3 separate regions of the Mus musculus genome follow, and all the other regions are linked to region 1. The links are chromatin contacts, called in public HiChIP or PLAC-seq and Micro-C maps. All regions are on one chromosome and are shown on one strand. Each heading gives the region's core, a stretch centred on a gene start, on an enhancer-like site or on the middle of the called end of the contact. The rest is flanking DNA. Distances are from core to core; before and after follow the strand shown. Region 1 has its middle 20 kb from the start of Fxyd4. Region 2 holds the start of Zfp637 (zinc finger protein 637). Region 3 holds the start of Rasgef1a (RasGEF domain family, member 1A).

The links. Hi-C and Micro-C count contacts between places; a contact is called where the count stands out from the background. HiChIP or PLAC-seq counts read pairs in DNA pulled down with a chosen protein or histone mark.
Region 2: a contact with region 1 is called in a Micro-C map of embryonic stem cells, with 3 times the contacts expected there. The contact joins the promoter of Zfp637 here to the enhancer-like site in region 1. A contact is called at or near these places in 17 of 39 promoter capture datasets (the 3T3-L1 cell line, 3T3-L1-derived adipocytes, the C10 cell line and 13 more), 2 of 15 datasets of contacts at CTCF or cohesin (large pre-B cells and pro-B cells), 34 of 484 Hi-C or Micro-C datasets (the G1E-ER4 cell line, the HL-1 cell line, the N1E-115 cell line and 8 more), 7 of 115 datasets of contacts at active chromatin or transcription factors (embryonic stem cells, extraembryonic endoderm stem cells, fetal liver and 3 more) and 4 of 9 other capture datasets (adipose tissue, embryonic stem cells, liver and 1 more).
Region 3: an H3K27ac HiChIP or PLAC-seq map of embryonic stem cells shows a contact between it and region 1, with 5 times the contacts expected there. The contact joins the promoter of Rasgef1a here to the enhancer-like site in region 1. A contact is called at or near these places in 3 of 39 promoter capture datasets (the 3T3-L1 cell line and hippocampal neurons), 4 of 484 Hi-C or Micro-C datasets (the AML12 cell line, cerebral cortex and embryonic stem cells), 4 of 115 datasets of contacts at active chromatin or transcription factors (SST interneurons and embryonic stem cells) and 3 of 9 other capture datasets (adipose tissue, embryonic stem cells and pancreatic islet).

What each region holds. Positions count from the first base shown.
Region 1 is chr6:117,955,836-117,958,648 of GRCm38.p6, forward strand. No RefSeq gene overlaps it. Among named protein-coding and RNA genes, the nearest start is that of Fxyd4, 20 kb to the left of the region's middle. Within about 2 kb of position 1,451, at least 13 of the 459 cell types and tissues checked have an H3K27ac peak or open chromatin away from gene starts, as enhancers often do. A contact at or near this core is called in differentiating embryonic stem cells, embryonic stem cells, induced pluripotent stem cells and 1 more, where this site is marked.
Region 2 is chr6:117,839,803-117,842,615 of GRCm38.p6, forward strand. It overlaps Zfp637 (zinc finger protein 637), which reads left to right and starts at 1,379. Exons shown (of 3, transcript NM_177684.3): 1 at 1,379-1,466.
Region 3 is chr6:118,064,957-118,067,769 of GRCm38.p6, forward strand. It overlaps Rasgef1a (RasGEF domain family, member 1A), which reads left to right and starts at 1,429. Exons shown (of 13, transcript NM_027526.1): 1 at 1,429-1,506. The coding sequence starts at 1,489.

The DNA.
Region 1 (2,813 bases), core at 201-2,700:
TTTGAAATCAATAAATCGGACTGGGTGGGGACGAGGTTGGTCACTCCTCCACGCAGAACACTCCACGCAATGGGACTTTCTCCAGGAATCTCATGTTGGAAAAAGGAAAAGGTGCCAGCCGAAGGGAAACTTCCCTTACTGGAAAGAGATTTCTCACAGTCCTAACTGCTCGTCCAACAACCTTGCAGAATGAGACTGGAGCCCAGACAATGAGGTGTTAATGGTGGGTGCAGCTTGAGCTGGAGTGCTGAGGTGTGGGTATCCCAGGCCCTCTGTTTAAACTGTAATCTCACGTTAGGACAGCCTGGAGTGGGTCACTGCAGCTCCGGCCCTTTCCCCAGTGTGTCCTCACTTCCTGCTTTTTACAGAATTGGGCTTTTAAAATTGGCTTCTTAAGGATGATGGGTAACGTGGCTCCTTGGTACACACTGTACAAGTCCCTAAGGAGTGGTGCAAGTCGGATCCAACATTCAGGAGGCAGAGGCGGGAAGATCAGAAGTTCAGGGTTATCGTTCACGACTGCACAGTGAGGCTGAGGCCAGCCAGGGTTACACATGACCTTGTCTCAAACAATAAAAAGAGAGAAGGAAAGAAGTCATGGCTTTTGAGTTAGGAGCCAAGGAAGCAGGCAGACTCAGCAATGGAAGTCTTGTTGTGTGTGGGGAGGGTTGAGGGAAAGGTTTCCTTGTAATGAGAAAGGGGGTGTTTAGGCAGATATTGTTGCTCGCTGGGGGGGGGGGGTGGGGTTGGAAAGAGAAAAGGCTGTTGTGGGTTTAGCAGGGAGTGTCTGTCAGCCCTGCATTGTGGAAGGGGCTTCTGGGGTGTCCAAGTACATAGCTCTTTAAAAGGGGATCGCTATGGGTCCTGGCTCCTTAACACCTCCTGCTTCTTTGACCTGGCTTCAGACTGTCCTTGTGAGGCTGTGAAATACAACTTACTCTTTAAAATCCTGGGCCTCGCCTGGCCAAGGGAAACCCTGGCCGTTTCTTATCAAAAGGAATTATCTAATCCCTGAGCAAGCCATTTGTAAAAGGGGTCACCGATGAATGACCATGGAATTTCAAGTTCTAAGTCAGGGCAATTATGATACTTCCTCCTTCCTCAAAAATTAGTGTGTTGCCAGGGATACCAGAGCTGGGGAGGGAATTCATTCTCAATGGTCTCCAAGCTTGCTGGCATCTGACTAGCTAAGGACTGTCAGTGGGTAGATAAGGGACTACCAGGTCACCTGGAAAGCAGCTGCGATTGGCAGAGGCCGACCAAGTCTCAGAAGCAAGGACCGGGGCCAGATGGGTGGGGAGGGACAACCTCAGGCTAACGCTCCAAAGGCAATGGTGAGTTTCTGTCTGTCACTCCCTCCACACATCAGATAGCAGATTACAGGTGGGTAGGTGTCAGGTAAGCCTCCTCTTGCGAGTCCATGTGAGGGCGCTACACTCTTCACTGGCCTGATGTGCTGGGCCTGGTTTCTCTGATAAGGTTGAAATGTGCTCACGGATTGCAAAGCGCCCTGCTGTGTGCCTGTGGTACCTCTCCCGCGCAGATGGAAGACCGCTGCTTTCAGTCCGTGTCTCATGGTTGGCACTAGATAGGTTGCAGTTTCAATCTGCACAACCAGACCCAGGATCTTTGGGCCTCCACATTTTGCATTCAGAATGGAATCGAACGTGGCTTGTAAAACTGGAGTCTCTCGGGAATGGCCTGATTAGCATAAGCACTGTCCCACCCTGGAGGGCGGGGGGGGGAGGGGGGGTGTGGGGGTGGGGGGGGTGGGGTGTGTGTGGAGAGGGCCCAGCCAGGCTCTACTGTCCTCCTCTGCCTTCTCTTTCTTTAGTTTTAATTTCTGTTTACTTTAGTTATCATCTGTGCTTGCAATTAATCCCAGAGCCAAGATTGTGCTTTACCAATGAGCCGCCCGCCCCATACCTGCAGCCTCCGATTTACAAACGTTTTAAACTCATTTTTTTTCCTTAAACACAAAATAAAACAAAAAACTCCTGATTTTTGAGCAGAATGTGGGATTAAAGGCTCATGTCAAGGCAAGGGGAGCTCTGTGTGTGTGTTAGGTTAGCCTGGAACTGTGTGTGTGTGTGTGTGTGTGTGTGTGTGTCTGTCTGTCTGTCTGTCTGGGGATTGGGCCTAGTGCCTCCTGCGTGTGCTCTGCCACTGTGTTATAGAACAGAATTTGTTCTAGAGCTTGTGACTCAGGGTTTCTCTTTGTTGCCCTGGCTGTCCTGGAACTCTGTGTAGACCCAGCCTCAGAGATCGCCCTGCCTCTCCAGTGCTAGGATTGAAGGCCACCATGCCCAGCTGTACCACCATGCCCAGCTGTGAAAAAGCTTTCTTATTTCAGAGCAGTGTCTTTCCTTCCAAGTACCATTCCCTAGACTTCCTTATCTACATGTAGTTTTCAGAATACATTAATTCTGAAGAGAGGCAGGGTCTGGAGTATCACCTACTTCAAGTTGACGGTCAAGAGACCTGTTTGTGTAGAAACTGCAGTGAAGAGCCTGTCTTGGTGTTCATGCCTGCAAGGCCAGGGCCGTGGACTGCACAGTGAGTTCCGTGTAAAACCCTCCCTCTCCATCCCCCTCCCCCTCTACCCCTGCCCTTCTCCCTCCCCCCCCCCCAGAGAGAGAGGTGGTAATGAATAAGTACTATAGTTCTTTGTTAATTTTTTGTTGTTTACATTTAATTAATTAAGCATGTGGAGTACAACAAACTTAAGGTCAGAGGGTAATTTGATGGCGTTCTCTCCTTCCACCATAATTAATTGTTAATTAATTAATTAATTAATTAAGTGTGTGGAAGGC
Region 2 (2,813 bases), core at 129-2,628, 120 kb before region 1:
AATCGTAACCACTCTATCAAATGGATCTGGGCCAGTAAGATGGTGTGTAGGTAATAGTGCCTGCTGCCAAGTCTGATGACCTGAGTTCGATTCCCTGTAGGAAAGGGTGAGCCCACTCATACTAATGATTCTCTGACCTCCACAGGCACAGCAAGACACCCCTCACATCCACACACTAAACAAAATGGGATCTTTTTTTCCCAAAAAATACGTGTACCCAAGTCCTCAAGGCTGTTAAGAGAATCTTTGCAGATTTATGAAGGAAACATGAGTTCTTGTCTCCCCTGATGGCCCCCTTTTCCTACCGATGCTTTGTCAACTAAAACTTGTCCTAATCCCACATCTGGTCTCACAGAACAGAGATGTCCTGTGAAGTCAAATATTTCATCCAGTCTGACACATGTAATTCTGGGAAAGGAACAAGGGCACTGCAAGAGGAACATTTCTTATGGTCTCTTTCATTCAATAGGATAGCTAAATCTACCAAGGGAAGACTCTGGGGGAGGCTCACTACGAAAGAAGTCAAGTCAGGGCTCCAGGGTGAGACTAATGTCCTTTAGAAAAGCTATTAGAGGCAGGCAGTGGTGGTGCACGCCTTTAATCCCAGCACTTGGGAGGCAGAGGCAGGCGGATTTCTGAGTTCGAGGCCAGCCTGGTCTACAGAGTGAGTTCCAGGATGGCCAGGGCTATATAGAGAAACCCTGTCTCGAAAAACCAAAAAAAAAAAAAAAAAAAAAAAAAGGCTATTAGAAATGCATATAAATAAATGCAGTCGATGGACGTTTAAGGCATCTTAAAAGAGATTTTATTGAATGGATGCTCAATTTCATCCACGCCCCTCTCAGGACCAAAAGGGCTACTCTCCCATCTCTAATAACTAATTTTAGAGTGTTCAAATCTCAACCCTTGTGTCATTAACTTCTTCAGTTAGGAAGACAATGTTAGTGTCCACTCAGGGAATACTGTTCCCTCGAGTTCCCTTGGCTCAGAAAGTCTCCCGGGCCCCGCGTAGGTGCCCTATGGGGTCCTGGAGCCGTCGGACCTGGGCTCCCCACAAGTGAGCGCCCTGGGTCGTACAACTAGTCGGGGTAGTACCTAAACTCCGAAGTCCTGCAGTGCCTCGTCCATCTTTTGGGTGAAAAAAAACTTATTACACGGACCAGAGAGTATTCCTGATTCTTTGTCCGAAATACTTGGTCCCGGCTCCTATAGGGAACCCTGAGTCTTCTGCAGTTTTAACGTCATAAGCATTCCCAAGCTTCAACCACCGCTCCTCCACAGGACGGCGCTCCCCAACAACCAGAAGCAGCCACCGCGTTTCTGCCGCAGCTCGGTCGCGGCGCTTCCCACAGTGCCTCGGGGCGCGCGCGGGCTCCTGGGAGTTGTGGTCCGGCGACGCGCAGCGTTGCAGCGGCTGCTACGGGCTCGGCGCCGGCTTTGTCTGTCTGCGGGCGCGCGCCGCTGCGGTGAGTGTTGCTGAGGCCGGGGCTGTGCGCCCGAGAGAGGGGGCTGTGTCTTGAGCCTGCTGCTCCGGCCAGGGCGCGTGAGCAGGCCAGGCTGGCCGTCCGGGCCAAAATCGCCAACCGCAGACAAGGGTGCGCTGGTCGGAGAGCGGGTGGGCCGCGGTGTGCTGCGGAAGGGTCCTGCTGCAATGTCGGGGTCCCTGGGAGGCTGGGGCCCCGCGAGCGTGGGAGGGGCCACAGGAAGGTCCAGCTAGGCCAGGAGAGCAGAGTTCACGCCTAGGGAGAGAGCCTAGCAGGGAGTGGCGTCCAGCGTGGGGGGAATTCATCCTCACCCAAAGCTCCTAATCGCACGTTAAATTGCCTCATTAGATTTTTCCCAAACCCTACAGATCACCCTGTCTGTCCTCCAGCCCTCTCTCCTGAAAAAGCACCATTTTAGGTCTTGGATTTGTAGGGCGTGTCTCAAATGTAAGAGATCCCTCACTTTCTGGTCCTCAGTTCTTCCGAGAGCTAGCTAATTGAGATAGTGTTAACTTGTTTACTAAGAGAAGAAACTGGAGTCGGGGCTGTTAGGTTGTTCTGCTACAGGGCATACACCGAGGGAAACAAGGCAAAAAATTCAAGTCTCTCGGGGCCTAATTCTGAGCTGTGGTAACATTTCTGATAGGAAAAGCAGCGTTTTGTGTTACGAAATCACTCTCTTTCAATATCTTCAAGAATTTGATTGCTCTGACTTGAACAGGTTCTTCCTTGACAATTTCCTGTTGTCAGTTGTCCTGCTATTAATCAGGGAGTCTGGAGACACAGCTGAGGCATGTTGGCTACTTCTTAGCAGGTAGAGGAGTTCAGGTATCTACCGTGTTCACTCATTTTGACTTAACCATGTTCTCTAGACACTCCAGAGACAAAAAAGTCCAGCCCCAGGGAGTAGCTACCATGTGCTTTTCTTTGTGAATCACAGGGGAGTTTTGTTGGCTTTATTTTTAATCAATAATATCTCTAAGTGAATGCATTTGCAGCATGACAGGGGACCCCTTTATAGCTTGTGTTCCAAGTTGGAAGTGAATCCTTCAAAGATTTCTTGACATCAGGCTATATAACTGAATGGATAGAAGGGTTAGCTATTTGGTTAATAAAATAGAAAATCGTACCATCAGATTGCTAATTCATTAAGCTAGGAATCCAGCATTTTGACCAGACATACTGAAACAAAGATTATACTGTACCACTATGTAAACAAAGTGTACAGATTCAGGAATTTGATCCTTAAATAAGCATTCCATGGGGGGTGGGGGGAGGGAGTGGTGGTTTGGGTTAAGAGCCTACTAAGAATTACCAGAAGGTAACAAG
Region 3 (2,813 bases), core at 179-2,678, 110 kb after region 1:
GACCCAGGTGTCCTAGAGGGTCAAGGAACAGGGCTAAAGAAGGCAGGGACAGGTAACTTCCTAGAAGTAGAACTCCAGTTTTGTTTCTCTTGGTATTAGAAGAGCAGTCTGAAGGAATGACCTGAGCCTAGCAAGGGCCCAGCACCCGAGGGTCTAGGTGGGTCTTGACAAGATTCGCCAGCAGAGGTCACTGTGAGCTTTGCATCCCCTGGAACAAGATGCAGGGCTGGAAGAGGGGGGCCCTGTGTGAAAGCTGATGCACCCTCCTCCCCGCCATCTGTGGAGCTGTTCCAGGAGGGAATAAATACTATGGGCTCTGAGACCCCTGAGAAGAAAGGTGGGGTCCAGCGACAGTGCGAGCTGGTAGAGACGTCAGGGGAGGCAGAGCCCAGAGGGCCTGGGTCCTCCTAGGAGACAAGGGAATGAGCCCAACATTCAGAGTTCCACAAGACTGAACTAACTACCCAAGAGTCTGTCTGCTGATGGATCTTTGTGCTAAGAGAGCTGATGGAGAAAGAGGGGAAGGGAGATGGCAGGAGAGAAGTGTGCTCCCTCAGGCCGCTGGGCAGAGATCAGACAGGGTGGGGTAAAGTCCGGGTCATCAGTCTCCATTAGGGACCATGGCTTGCTTGTGTGCTCTCATAGGATTGTTTAATCCCCCCTGGGCATCCTCTGCCCCGTCTATGGTCTATGGTTCCAGCTGAGAGCAGCTTTGACTCCTAGAACCTGGCCCAGCTCTCTCTGCCCTCCCAGCCTCTATCTGCTTCCTTAGTTTCAGATCCCCAGAGAGGGCATTCTTCATTTCAGCCCACCGCTGCCATCTAAACTCTAAGAGCTGGAGCTGCGGTGGGAGGCACCTGACAGGATTCTTTCCTAGTGCAGGGAGTGGGGTGGGGGTGGGGGTGAGGTGAGATAGATCCTCAGAGACAGGCACCAGGCATATCCCTTACTCGGATTAGCCCTTCCACGACAGCAGCTGCTGTATCCCTGGCGTTCTGGGGATGATAGAAGGACTGAGGATTCAAGACACTTCAGACTACAGCTGTGTGGAGCGAGCGCCCGCCCGGCAGGGGAAGCATCTGAACTAAGCGCTGCTTGGGCACCTGCGGTAGCTCTGTAGCGTTCAGTCTCCAAGGAGGAGTCTGGGACCCTTCCTGGCCCTCCCCTCCCCTCCCCTCCCCTCTCCTTCCTGGACTTCACCAGCAAGACGACCCACCCCGCCCAGAGCCCAGAGCCTTGACCCTTACGCCATTCCCAAACCTAGCACCACAAACCCTGCGGGTGCTCACGCCTCACTGTGCCTCGCCCTGTCCCTTGCTAGTGCTCCTCCCAGGGTCTTGTTCACGAGGCTCGCCAGCCCCGCCCCGGGCGGGAGGTGGCTGGGTCACGGGAGGGAAGTCCCCGGGCTTGGGCGGCACTGGCTCAGCCCCGGAGGGTAGTCGGGCTTCTACACCGCCTGCGGGTCCGGTAGCGGGAGCTGTAGCCAGGATGTTTCTGGAGCCCCAGGTAGGGTTGTGGCAGTGCGGGACTGCGGGTTAGGAGCACTCCAGGGCAGTGTCTTGACCACAGCAGGACCGCAAGGTTAAGGTTTCTGTGCCCCAGAGCTTGGGAAGCGCGGCCAGGAGGGTGCTCGCCCCCAGGACAACCAGGGCAACTCTCTCTCCTGTCCCTGCCCGGACACCTGCCGCCACTTGGGCCTCGCCCAAGGTGCAGCTGCTGCCTTCCTAGCCTCTGCTGACACCAGCGGCTCCGCTGTAAAGCGCCACTTGAAAACCTGCAGGGGGTGGGGGTGGGGTGGGGTGTTTCGCAGCAGGGTCCGGGTGCGGCAGAAGAGAAAGCAAAGGGCTGTCCTGGACAGAGCAGACTTGTAAAAAGCAGTGGCGATCTTGGAATTTCCCCTATCCTTGGGCTCAGAACCACTGTTTACTCCATAAGTGCTTGGAGTGGGGGCGGTCTGTGATGGAGTGGTTGATCATGTGGGAGGTGTGCGCTTGTATGTGCGATGTGTGGGCGGGAGAGAGGACGTGTTTATATATGGGAGGCTTAAGTGAGAGCCGTTAAGAGGAGGCAGGTGTGGGGGCAAGGCTGTGCCTGTGCATTCTCAAATGTCATGTGTTTAAAGAGAAGAGTGCCTAGTGAGGGGAAGGCTGAGAATCTCCCTAAAATTAACCCTGGGCCTGAGCCACCACTGCACCTTTCTAGCTGTTTTGAGCCATAGTGGGCAGTGGGATTCAGGAGCAGTACACAGACCTGTCTAGACCAGACCCAGTGCAGACCATTGATTTGGAAGAGTGGAGATGAGGAGCCAACATTAATGGGCTGAAGATGTAGGACAGACAATGCACATTTATTAAGCACCTGCTATGCGCTGGCACTGTGGTTTGCAGAGAACTAAGCAGGCAACAGTTCTTATCCTCACAGAGCTCATCTGGGTGCCAGAAAATCATTGGTTCTTAACCTGTGGGTCAAGACCCCTTGGGGTTAAACGACCCTTTCAAGGGGTTGCCTCTCAGATAGCCTGCATGTCAGATATTTACATTATAATTCATAGCAGTAGCAAAATTATACTTATGAAGTATCAGCGAAATACATTTTATGGCTGGGGCTCAGCACAACACGAAGAACAGCATTAAAGGGTCGCAACATTAGGAAGGTTGAGCACCTCCACAGTGAGTAATATACAGACTAAGTTACATGGCAGAAAGGACTAAAGATGAACGTAGAGGAGTAGCCCACAGCAGGAGTGCATCAGGAAGGATGATTCTGGTATCATGCAGACGTAAAACGATGCTCAGCTCCGGTGACTGTTTCCT